Linked DNA regions of Sus scrofa: regions 1 and 3 are each linked to region 2. Evidence: chromatin contacts called from public HiChIP or PLAC-seq data. All regions are on one chromosome and are shown on one strand. The core of a region is the stretch at or near the end of the contact, and the rest is flanking DNA. Distances in the headings are between cores, read along the strand shown.

What was found. HiChIP or PLAC-seq counts read pairs in DNA pulled down with a chosen protein or histone mark.
Region 1: a contact with region 2 is called in an H3K27ac HiChIP or PLAC-seq map of skeletal muscle. The contact joins two enhancer-like sites. A contact is called at or near these places in 14 of 47 Hi-C or Micro-C datasets (alveolar macrophages, embryonic fibroblasts, epiblast stem cells and 9 more) and 2 of 2 datasets of contacts at active chromatin or transcription factors (alveolar macrophages and skeletal muscle).
Region 3: a contact with region 2 is called in an H3K27ac HiChIP or PLAC-seq map of alveolar macrophages. The contact joins the promoter of NMT1 here to the enhancer-like site in region 2. A contact is called at or near these places in 4 of 47 Hi-C or Micro-C datasets (embryonic fibroblasts, heart right ventricle, liver and 1 more) and 2 of 2 datasets of contacts at active chromatin or transcription factors (alveolar macrophages and skeletal muscle).

What each region holds. Positions count from the first base shown.
Region 1 is chr12:18,351,990-18,355,666 of Sscrofa11.1, forward strand. DCAKD (dephospho-CoA kinase domain-containing protein) reads left to right here. Exons shown (of 5, transcript XM_005668727.3): 2 at 3,287-3,399. The coding sequence starts at 3,288. Among named protein-coding and RNA genes, the nearest start is that of DCAKD, 16 kb to the left of the region's middle. Within about 2 kb of position 2,287, at least 5 of the 83 cell types and tissues checked have an H3K27ac peak or open chromatin away from gene starts, as enhancers often do. A contact at or near this core is called in skeletal muscle, where this site is marked.
Region 2 is chr12:18,246,720-18,250,630 of Sscrofa11.1, forward strand. No RefSeq gene overlaps it. Among named protein-coding and RNA genes, the nearest start is that of HEXIM2, 14 kb to the right of the region's middle. Within about 2 kb of position 1,827, at least 75 of the 83 cell types and tissues checked have an H3K27ac peak or open chromatin away from gene starts, as enhancers often do. A contact at or near this core is called in alveolar macrophages, liver, retroperitoneal adipose tissue and 1 more, where this site is marked.
Region 3 is chr12:18,336,103-18,339,760 of Sscrofa11.1, forward strand. It overlaps NMT1 (glycylpeptide N-tetradecanoyltransferase 1), which reads right to left and starts at 1,324. Exons shown (of 12, transcript XR_002337086.1): 1 at 1,188-1,324. DCAKD (dephospho-CoA kinase domain-containing protein) reads left to right here and starts at 1,552. Exons shown (of 5, transcript XM_005668727.3): 1 at 1,552-1,743.

The sequences.
Region 1 (3,677 bases), core at 1,037-3,536, 110 kb after region 2:
AGAATTAGAGTCCATCCCAGGCCCTGTTACACAGCAGAGCTGCCCAGATCCTGCCCCGCAGAGATCTGATTCAGGGGGTCTCGAGAGGGGTCCCAGGCCTGTGTACCGGCAGGAGTTAAAAGTCTGCCTGCCTGCAAGGTTTTCCAGGCCCCTTTACCCAACTTGGCAAACTTAGGTGACCAGGTGACACGGGCTGTCTTTGATGGATGAGAGGTCAGGGCCCTGAGGAGAACCAGCCGTCGCCCCTTCCCTCAGCTGCGGCCTGTCCTCAAGCCCCACGCCCAGGCCTCCAGGTGGGACTTCAGCCGAAGAGGAGATTCAGTGCTTTACAGACAGCAGGACAGAGTTGGGATTAAAACACGCTCGTGCTGGGTATTCCATTTCAAAACTTCAGCTGAGTGGATGATTTTTTTTTTTTTTTTTTTTTTTTTTTTTTTGGTCATTTTAGGGCCTCACCCATGGCATATAGTGGATCCCAGGCTAGGGGTTGAATCAGAGCTACAGATGCTGGCCTACGCCACAGCCACAGCAGTGCCAGATCTGAGCCATGTCTGTGACCCATGGCTCATGGCAATGCCAGATCCTCAACCCATTGAGCAAGGCCAGGGATCGAACCTGTGTCCTCATGGATGCTAGTCTGATTTGTTTCCACTGAGCCGCAATGGGAACTCCAGGATTTTTTTTTTTTCCACAGCTGAACCCTATCCTGAACTTCTCTTTTTGTAAGCTGGAGGGAGACCAACCTGGGGGCAACCCAGGTCTCAGGGAGATTGAGAAGAAGGGCTTCGTAAATAGTTGAATAATGTGGTTCGATCTCTCCATTTGGATGATGATTCTGGTGGATGTTTTCCTCTCTCCGCCCCTGGGTTCCCTGGGTGAGAATGAGCCTGGGAGATTTAACTTCTAGATTGGTGTCCTCGCCGCCCCAAGCCACCTCCTCAGCCCACATCGGAGCGGCTGCCTCCCCTGTCATTTGGTGTGTCCTCAAGAGAGGCAGACTCCTTTCAGTATAAGTGCAAGGAAGCAATTAGGACAGTAAATCTGCTGTTTAACCAAAAAAAAAAAAAAAGTCCTATGACAGATTTTAAGGTCCTGGAGAAGTGATTTCACACTGAAGGAGGGGGGGAGAGACCTGGCCTTCGATTTAATTTCTCCCAACTTGGGAACAAAGGCTAAGACGCGGTGATCATATTTACGCCTGAAAATGCAGCACGACTTCAAGTCTACTGTGAGGAGTTCCCATCCTGGCTCAGTGGAAACGAATCTGACTAGTGTCCACGAGGATGCAGCTTCAATCCCTGGCCTCGACTAGTGGGTTAAGGATCCGGCGTGGCCCTGAGCTGTGGTGTGGCTTGCAGACCCGGCTCGCATCCTGCATTGCTGTGGCTGTGGCGTAGGCCAGCAGCTGTAGCTCCAATTAGACCCCTAGCCTGGGAACCTCCATATGCCGAAGGTGTGGCCCTAAAAAGGCTAAAAAAAATAAAGTCTGTTGTGAGACAGTCTGAGGTTGTGGGAGTGGCGACGCAACTTCACGGCAGTCTTTCTCTCCGAGCCTCACAGCTTGACAGTAACCCCCACCGTCCAGCCTACACCAGCCCCCTCACTTCCTTTCCTGGGCATTTGTCATGTCAGGAGCAGTGTGCCAAGGGCCGCAGATGATACTCTTTCCATTCAGTCTGCACGACAGCCTCTGGGGGCAGCTTCTGTCATGCCTATTTTACCCCATTTTACGGATGAGAAAACCGAACTTCAGGAGTTCCTGTCGTGGCGCATCAGAAACAAATCTGACTAGGAACCATAAGGTTGAGGGTTTGATCCCTGGCCTTGCTCAGTAGGTTAAGGATCCATCATTGCCATGAGCTGTGGTGGCAGATGTGGCTCGGATCCTGCATTGCTGTGGCTGTGGTTTAGGTCGGCAGCTGTAGCTCCAACTGGACCCCTAGCCTGGGAACCTCCATATGCCGCAAGTGCAGCCCTAAAAAAAAAAAAACGAAAAAAGAAAATAGTTTCAGAGAGGGAAGTGACTTGCCCTGGGTTGCACAGCATGTGAGTGGAAATACTGGATTTGGAGAGGTCTGTGCTCCTTGCCTCTGCTGTCCTGCTCAGCCCAGGAGCCACAAATCACCACACCAGGCTCAAGCCTGTCTTCCTTTCCTGGCTCTTTCTTGGCACAGTCTGTACGTCTCTGAACCCGAGGCTTAGTAGCCACGCAGCCACTGCCTGTCACTGAGCTCCCCACCTGTGCCGCTTCTTTGAGGAGGAGGAGGGGCTATTCATCAGTTTGGACCAGCTCCCCAGCCATCCCAGCCCTGGTGCTCGTGAGCCGCAGTGTCCCAGACTAGAAAGTGGGGCTGCAGGTGTTGTGTGGGCGTCTGGAAAGTGTCCCGGGTTCACTGCAGGGGGCCAGGTGTCCCTTCCTGCGGGGAGTTTGCCTGCATAGGGTACTGCCGCCTCCACAAAGCCCTCCACTCAGCGGCGCCCGACCTTGTTCTGCCTGCTCGGCATTTTGGTTGCTAAATTTACACAGTGTTAGTTTGCCTTCTTCATGAGTGGGTTTTTTTGTTGGTTGGCTTTTTCCCTCTCTTTTTTGGCTGCACCCACAGCATTTGGAAGCTCCCAGGCTAGGGATCAAATCCGGGGCACATCTGTGGCTTAAACAACAGCTGCAGCAACACTGGATTCTAACCCGCTGTGCTGGGCCCGGAATCGAACCAATGCCTCCACAGAGATAAGCTGGATCATTAACCTACTGTGCCACACTGGGAACTGCTTTCATGAGTGTTTTTAAAAGAATAGTAGGAGTTTCTGTCATGGCGCAGTGTCAGGAACCATGAGGTTTCGGGTTCGATCCCTAGCCTTGCTCAGTGGGTTAAAGATCTGGCATTGCCTCGAGCTGGGGTGTTGGTCGCAGGTGCGGCTCAGATCCCGTGTTGCTGTGGCTGTGGTGTAGGCTGGCGGCTCTAGCTCCAATTGGACCCCTAGCCTGAGAACCTCCATATGCCACGGGAGTGGCCCTAAAAAAAATAAAGAACACTAGAGGCCTTTCCTGAAAGAGTTTTCTGTCTCGGGTGGAGCCTGAGCTCCCCAAGGCTGTGTCTCCTCCTCTGTCTTTGCCTCCCTCTCCGCCCTGCCCCCCGGCCAGTTTGGCCCCACACTGACCAGGCCTGCTCTGTCCGACAGGCCAGTCCTTCTGTCCCTGCTGTGGTGGAGCATCACAGCCAGGCGAGCCTGGCCTCCAGTGGCTCCTGGCTCCTGCCTCTTAGCCTGGCTCCCTCTTTCCCGGAAGGATGTTCCTGGTGGGCCTGACAGGGGGCATTGCCTCCGGCAAGAGCTCGGTTCTCCAAGTGCTCCAGCAGCTGGGTTGTGCGGTGATTGACGTGGACGTCATTGCCCGGCATGGTGAGTGGGGGGCGCGGGTCGTGCACAGCAGCTCCCTGGTGCTTCCGTTCTTCCTTTCAAGGCCTCAGAGGAGGGGAGGGCTTTCCGTCAGCCCCGGGCTGGTCTCGGGTTCCTGCCCCTGCTGCCCCCCCTTCCTTCCCCCCGCAAACAACACTGGGAATTCCATGCACCCTGCCCTCCACGGCTGCTTTCCCGCCCCTCCTGGTGATTTTGCTCCAAACGAAGGAAGCACCCATGGGTTCCCGCATCATTGTGCCCGTAGTCACTCAGAGTCCCCG
Region 2 (3,911 bases), core at 577-3,076:
GCAGTAAAATTTATGGCTGCTTCCACTTGAGAGCACCTCCCACACAGCTGGCACTGTGCTAAGCCCTTAACTTTATCTTTTTGAAGACAGGAGAACACAGTGGTCAAGAGTGCAAACACAATCAGGCAGAACCAGCTGCTACTCCAGGGCAGCAGAAGCTGTGTGGCCTTGCGCAAGTTTCTCAACCTCTCTGAGCCGGAGTTTCCTCACCTACCCCAAACTCCACAGTATTAGTCACACAGTCCCCCAGGGTCCACCTTCACTGGCTGGACCTGACATGGAGGAGCCAACAGGATCAAAGAGGAATATTTTTCAGGCCAGGCACCACAATCCTAAATAGAAGCCTCCAGCCAGGGATGAGCCTGAGAGGGCCCAGGATCCTAGACTGATCTAAAGCCCCTTCACCACCACCTTGGACACAGGAGAAGAGGAGAACCGAGAGTTAGAAGCAGAACTGGGAGGAGTTCCTATCGTGGCTCAGCGGAAATGAATCTGACTAGGATCCATGAGGACCCAGGTTCGATCCCTGGCCTCTCTCAGTGGGTTAAGGATCCAGCATTGCCAAGTGGCTTGGATCCTGCATTGCTGCGGTGTAGGCGTAGGCCAGTGGGTAGAGCTCCGATTCGACCCCTAGCCTGGGCACTTCCATATGCTATGGGTGCAACCCTAAAAAAAAAAAAAAAAAAAAAAAAAAACAGCAGAACTGGGATGCATCACAGGGACTCCCAGTCCAGTGCTCCCTCCACAACAGGCCCTCAGAGAATCTGTAATTTCTGCATACAGGCCCCATGAGACTGGTCTTTCCCTCTTGCCTCTGCTAGCAGGATATCCAGAATAAGTAAATCCACAGAGAGAGAAGGCAGATTGGTGGTTGCCTGGGCTGGAAAAAGGAGGGGATGGGATGGGGTTACCTTTGGGGTTGATGATGTTTGGAACTTAATGGAGGTGGCAGTTGTACACATTGCAAAGGTGCTACATGGCACTGAACTGCTCACTTTAAAATGGTTGATGGTTGGAGTTCCCATTGTGGCTCGGCGGAAGAGAATCTGAATAGCATCCACGAGGACGCACGTTCGGTCCCTAGCCGTGTTCAGTCCCTGGCCTCGCTCAGGTGGGTCGAAGATCTGGCGTTGCCATGAACTGTAGCGTAGGTGGCAGGTCGCAGACATGGCTTGGATCTGGCATTGTGGCTGTGGCGTGTAGGCTGGCAGCTACAGCTGCGGTTCGACCCCTAGCCTGGGACCCTCCAGGTGCCACGGGTGCAGCCCTAAAAAAAGAGGTTGATTTTATGCTACGTGCACTTCACCTCAATTAAAAATATGGGTACCCTCAGATAAGAGAGTACAAGAAGGAGAAGAGCAGGCAAGTGCCAAGGGGGGAGGGGAAAGTGAAAAAGGGCCTGGTGTGAGGGAAGGAGGGTGTTGCAGAAGCAGGGAACTCTGAGGTGGGGAAAGGACTTGAGGGAGGGAGTTTCCTAGGCTGCCAGGGAGGGTGGCCTGGAGGATGCAGCTGATGGAGGAAGCAGTTTGATCCTGTGAACTTGGGAGCCACTGCACCTTAGAGGAAGGAGAGGGAGCGGGGCAGGCGCTTTCAGCCTCAGAGCTGTTTGCTTCCCCTCGGGGCTTTAGACTGGAAGCTCCTGGGGGTGGGGGCAGGGATCTCATCTTCTTAGCTGTTTTTAATTTTCAGAGCAGAGCGTCATCAGGGTAGATAATTCCTTTAGAAACCCTGGCACCAATGGAATGAAATCAAACATGTTAAGAAGCAGGAAGATTACCCGCCGCCCACACCCACATGGGGGAAGTGAGGATGGCACTGGGCTGAGTGTCAATGCCCCCTCCAGGCAGCAGGGGGGCTGCTCAGGGCCTCAGTCACCCCTCGCAGACCCCGGGGCCCCAGAGGGGAGCACCCACCGGGGATCTAAGAAGGGCGAAGGGATTAGCTGAGCACCGTGGGCTCCTTTGTCAGACCCAGGAAGGAGAATGGGGGCTGCTACAGGAAGTAGGGGGGTGCGGAGCTCCCTCCGGAATCTATCCCCCCACTTCCCTCCCCTCGGCTTGCACAGCTCCTGCACATGCTCAGTGTGCCCTCGCATTGGGTTGGCTGGGGGAGGGCACTGACGGGCACCCCCACTTAAAGGGCCAGTGCCATCCCTGCCTGCGTCCCCCGGGGGCCATGGGACCTGGCCACCCTCTTCGCTCACACTGAACCACGTCACCTCAGACTGCCTTCCCACTTGCTGGCAGGCCCCTTCTGCCCCCTCAGCGGCTCTGTCCACCCCACCACCTCGAATACCTTGACCTCATTGCAGGCAGGGGAGGTCTGTGGCACACACGGTGTCCACCCGGGGTGAGAAGAAAGGAGGACCCCAGACCGGGGTACGCAGGGGTGGTGGGAAGCTCCCGCCGTCCCTCCTGCGAACACCTGCCTCTCTGGGGCTTGGGAAGTGGGGCACAGAGCATTCTCTGAGGAAAGGCCTGGGGAGGAAAGGGGGGTGTGTCTGAGCCAGGCTGGTAGCTTCCTCACTGAGGGGGGGTCGGTCGGTCGGAGGGAAGCCCAGGCCCTGGCCCAGCAGGCAGCCCGGGAAGGAAGAGCAGGGACCCAACGGAACGTGTGTCTGGCCCTGGAGCTAAGCTGGCTCTCCCCAGTGCTGGGCCCAGACACCCCAGCTCTAGCCTAGGTCCGGGGCCCTGAGGTCAGGGACCCAGATAGGGAGGACAGGTGACACTGACTCTACTTCACTGATCTCTCCTGACACTCGCAGCTCACACTCCTCTTTTCTTCTTGGCCCAACCTGGGCCTCTCCAGTTGGGAAAAATCAACCCACCTCTGTTGGCCCTGACCCAGAGCCCTTTGGGGTGTGTGTGTGTGTGTGTTGGGGGTGGAGAGGACCAGAGCCCTTTGGTTAGTGTGTGTGTTTGTGTGTGTGTGTGTGTGTGTGTGTGTGTTGGGGGTGGAGAGGACCAGAGCCCTTTGGTTAGTGTGTGTGTGTGTGTGTGTGTGTGTGTGTGTGTGTGTGTGTGTCTCCCGGATCCTGGGCTTCTGGGCCAAGATCGGCCAAACTCACCTGTCCCCTCCCCCGTATGCTGCTCCAGCCTGCTCGGGCCTAAGCTGCCTTCTGGACACACCCCTAGCACGCCCTCAACTTCGCGCCCACACCCCTCCCCGCCCCCCACTCCAGCAGCCCTCTGGAACCTTCTCTCCCCTCCTAGTTACTTTATGCGCACACAGGCTTTGGGTAAACAACCTTGTCCTGGCCGACCCCTCCCCTCCCCTCCCCTCCCCTCCGGCTCCAGGCTGAGGAATGCAGCAGCTGGAGGCTGCCCGTGCCCTGCCCGGGGGGGTGGGCGGGCCCTCCGGGTCCCTGGCTAGCACCACACAGGGGACTCGCCAGCCTTCCTGGAACCTAGAAAGCGGCTTCCTCTCTGAGCCTTGGGTTTTCCATCTGCAAAGTGGGGCAGTCACTCCTCTAGCCCTTCCTGACAGAGCTGTCTGGGATCAAAAGTGAGGAAGCTAAAACTCTCAGCTGGGGTTGTGGGAGGAGACCCCCCAATGCTGGGAAATTTTGCTTTCTTAAGACCCTTCGCTTCCTAGAATCTCTTCTGGCCTTGCTCCGTTGTAGAAGATGCTGGTGAGGCCTGGGTGTGGCAGGGCAGAAAGGACAGTTGTCCTGGCAACACACGGGGTTTGTCAACATTTCCATCCCAGCAGCTCCCAGGCCTGAGCGCTTCTCTCGCCCAATGCGGCCTGTCACGATGAGCTTTCCTGGAATGGAGGTTACGCTGGGCAGGCCAGGCCTCTGCCCCTCCCTGCGCTTGGTGGCAGAGCCATCGCAGGCTCACGGGGTGAGTTGACTAACTTCCCCTCCACCACCGCAGCCTGACACTCCACAGCCACAAGGTGTCTGGGCA
Region 3 (3,658 bases), core at 74-2,573, 89 kb after region 2:
ACAAGTTTCCTTTCCACCTACATTCTTGTGATTTTCAATGTCGAATGAAGAACACAAAATTAGATCTTTTAACCTAAGCATTCATCGCAAGCAGTTTATAACGACTTAAACAAGTCTTTGTTCTCCCATTGCCTCAAGGTAGCAGAATTTCTCTTAAGTTTATCCACGATCTCAACCTTCTACCTCTTACCTCCACCTCCAGGACTACCACCAACCAATACTGCAAATGTCAGGATGGCTATGAAAATTAGACTACCACATACTCAACCAAAGTTATACATCCAAAACAGTCTCTCACGACTTTCCGTTAGAAAACCTACATGTGAACATAGATAGGGAGAGTGAGGCGTTAGCGCCAGCCACTGTAACAATATGGAGAAAGAGAAACGATAGGGTGTGGCTTACAAGAGCGAAAACTGATTTGGAAGCTCACCAGGCAACCGCCTGATACATTTCTTCCACCCCAGGAACAGTTACCATTGAGGCAAAATCCTAAGTACAGTATTAAGCCACTTCTAAACAGTGTCCAAGGAAGCACCGTCAATGTCTTAAAGCTCGAGGCTACTTCACAAAGTTAACTGAGCAAAGACCTAATTACACACTACTTACGAAACATGGATTATTTGGAGCAACGGACACTATATCTATCCAAACATTATCATATAGTAATTACGTAGGATTTATAAGGTGAGTTTCTATCTTGGGATTCTCTAGGAGTGCTACTTTACAACATAATTATGGTTGGTAAAGCCTGATGAATTTCCTCATCGAAAGTGAACTGCCGTGAAACGTTTTATTATTCATTTACTGCTAATCACGCTGTTCACACAACACCTCTACAAAGTAACGTTCCTTTTGAACTGCACTGTTGGATTGACCAGTGTTGTGCCATCAAAGACCATCGCTCAACGTGCTTTTTTCCCGGACAAGCCTCAGCCACACGGGTACAACACTACACAGAACTTTTATATAATAAAAGTACTGAATGTCTTTGGGCCTTAATATACTGAGCACCCACCACCTGAAAAATGACAAAGACAGCAACCAATCGCCAGGCAGGATTCCAATATCTCAGCCAATAAGAATATGGGGGCGGGGCTACACTAAGCTCCCGGTGTCTTCCCCGCACCCCAAAGACCCAGGTTGTGGGGGACTAAACAGGAATTAGACTCCGAGGATCTCGTTACCCCCGGTTGTAGCTGTTGTCCTCCTCGTTCTCGCAATCGCTGCAGTGTTCATGGCCGTTTCCGTTCCCTTCCATCATCTGCGGCAGCGGAGGTGCCGGCGGCTTCACTGCTGTCTCACTCTCGTCCGCCATCTTGAGTTGCGAGAGCCGGCCTCCGCGCCTCGCTACATGGGGGGTTCCTATTGGACGAGAGAAATTTGCGTGATATTCTGGGTATTGTAGTGTTTGTGGCGAAGGTAGCCGTAACTAAGAGCAGCTCACTCGTGGGAAACCGAAACAAGATGGACTACAATACCCAGAAATTAAGAGGTGCGGCTGTCCTGGGTGTGGGACCAGCACTACCCGGAAGTCCTGGGAATTCGGCCGCGCCTGAGGAAAGACCAGCCCAAGCTTAGCTAGGCCCGCGCTCCGCCACCCCGGCGGCCGCGTGGCATGCTGGGAAGTGTAGTTTGATGCAACTTAAGGGTTTCAGACGTTGACCTCAGCCTGCCCTTGCTAGTGTTTGGGCCGCAGGTGAGCTGCTCTTGGCTGCAGTTAAGGACCGTTACCATTCCGGGGTAAGTAAGAGGGCCTGGGTGTGACCCACTGATACCCCGCGTGGAGCCTTCCTCGAGAGATATTACAGCAAGAAGCCAAGTTGGCTCCTGCCGCCTTTCCTTACCCGGGATTCTGTACGGCCCCTGGTCGGTAGTAGCTTAAGGCCTCATGAGAAGCGCTGGATTGTGATGTGCAGAACACTGACCCTGAGCAAGGACATCTGACTTCTCTGTCAGGCCTCGCCGCCTCTTGGCCTGCAGGCACAGGTCTCCACGAAGCTCTTCCGCACACATTCCTTTCATTCTCCGCAGCAACCCTCCACATTCACTGTGGTAAGGCTTTTAGCACAGCTCATGTAATCCTGTTAACAAATCTAGAATGTGGGCGCTATTTCTGTTTTTCAGACAAGAGATGTGGCCCAGGTTGGTTGGTAAATTGCACAGTCACATAGCTAATAAGTGGCAAAGCCAGTATACAGATCTGGATCTGTCTGCCCTTCGGCCCTCTGAATTCTTTACCACCACGAAATCCCCGTCGTCTGATACATCTACCCAAGGAAATGTTATAAGAAAAGGGGAAAAAAAAAAAAAAAAGAAATGTTATAAGAAGGAAATTTTGACATCTTAATCTATTTTTACCCTTGACTGACTGCACCAATCCCTTGGGTCTCACCCCTGTGATTGAGTAATGGCACCTGAGTCTGTTTCTTTGGGGGGAAAGGGGGATTCCTGTGCCATGTTGAAGTTCCTGGGCCTAGGATCGAACCCCAACCCCAGCACTGACCAGAGCCTCCACAGTGACAATGCCGGATTATAAACCCACTGAGCCACCAGGGAACTCCTCACACCTGAATCTTAAGGCAGAGCCCAAAGTCAAGGTTCCCATTCCTGGAGTTCCCGTCGTGGCGCAGTGGTTAACGAATCCAACTAGGAACCATGAGGTTGTGGGTTCGGTCCCTGCCCTTGCTCAGCGGGTTAAGGATCCGGCGTTGCCATGAGCTGTGGTGTAGGTCGCAGACGCGGCTCGGATCCCGCGTTGCTGTGGCTGTGTGGTGTAGGCTGGTGGCTACAGCTCCTATTGGACCCCTAGCCTGGGAACCTCCATATGCTGCCAGAGCGGCCCAAGAAATAGCAAAAGGACAGAAAAGAAAAAAAAAAAGGTTCCCATTCCTAGAGATTTCCCATTCAGGTTGGGTTGTGGGAGGTGGTGAGGGAAAGACAAGTTCTTATCATCAGAGAGCTCCAGTGGCCAAAAAGGGAAATGATCTTTGCCTTTGGGAAATTCTCAGCGTGGGAAGAGGAGTAGAGAGGGAAGAAATAGTTCCCCTCTGACTCAGGGAAACAAAACAAATAAAACAGCTAAATATAGTCAACTCTTGGTTTTAACATCAGTGGCAAGAACTGAAGTAAATATGATCCAAAGCAGCAGAAAACCTCCAATCATTTATATTTGACGTTGGAAGGCACAGACACCCACTCAGGCTGAGAATTGTTACCCACACTCATCTTTCTGGGGTCAGGACTGCTGTCAGCACAATGCCTTAAATGCAGTACAGACAAAAGGAGATCAGAGATAATAATAAAGACTTGCATGTGCTAGATGGATTTAACTTTTTTTTTTTTTTTTTTTTTTTTTTTTTTGCTGCACCTGGGGCATGTAGAAGTTCCCTGGGCTAGGGATCAAACCCCTGCTACAGCAAGGACCAGAGTCGCTGCAGTGACAACAACACTGGATACTTAACCCGCTGTGCTACAAGAGAACTCCTGGATTTAACTTTTCTAGTCATTTCACCTGTTGTAACTCATGAGGGAGACTTGAAGAAAGTCATGTCTGCAAAAAAAAAAAATCACAGTGATACCTAAGTTGTGGACCTTAGACCGGAACCCACCTCTGTCTGGTATTCTGATTCCCAGCCCTGTATTTTCTTTTCTCACA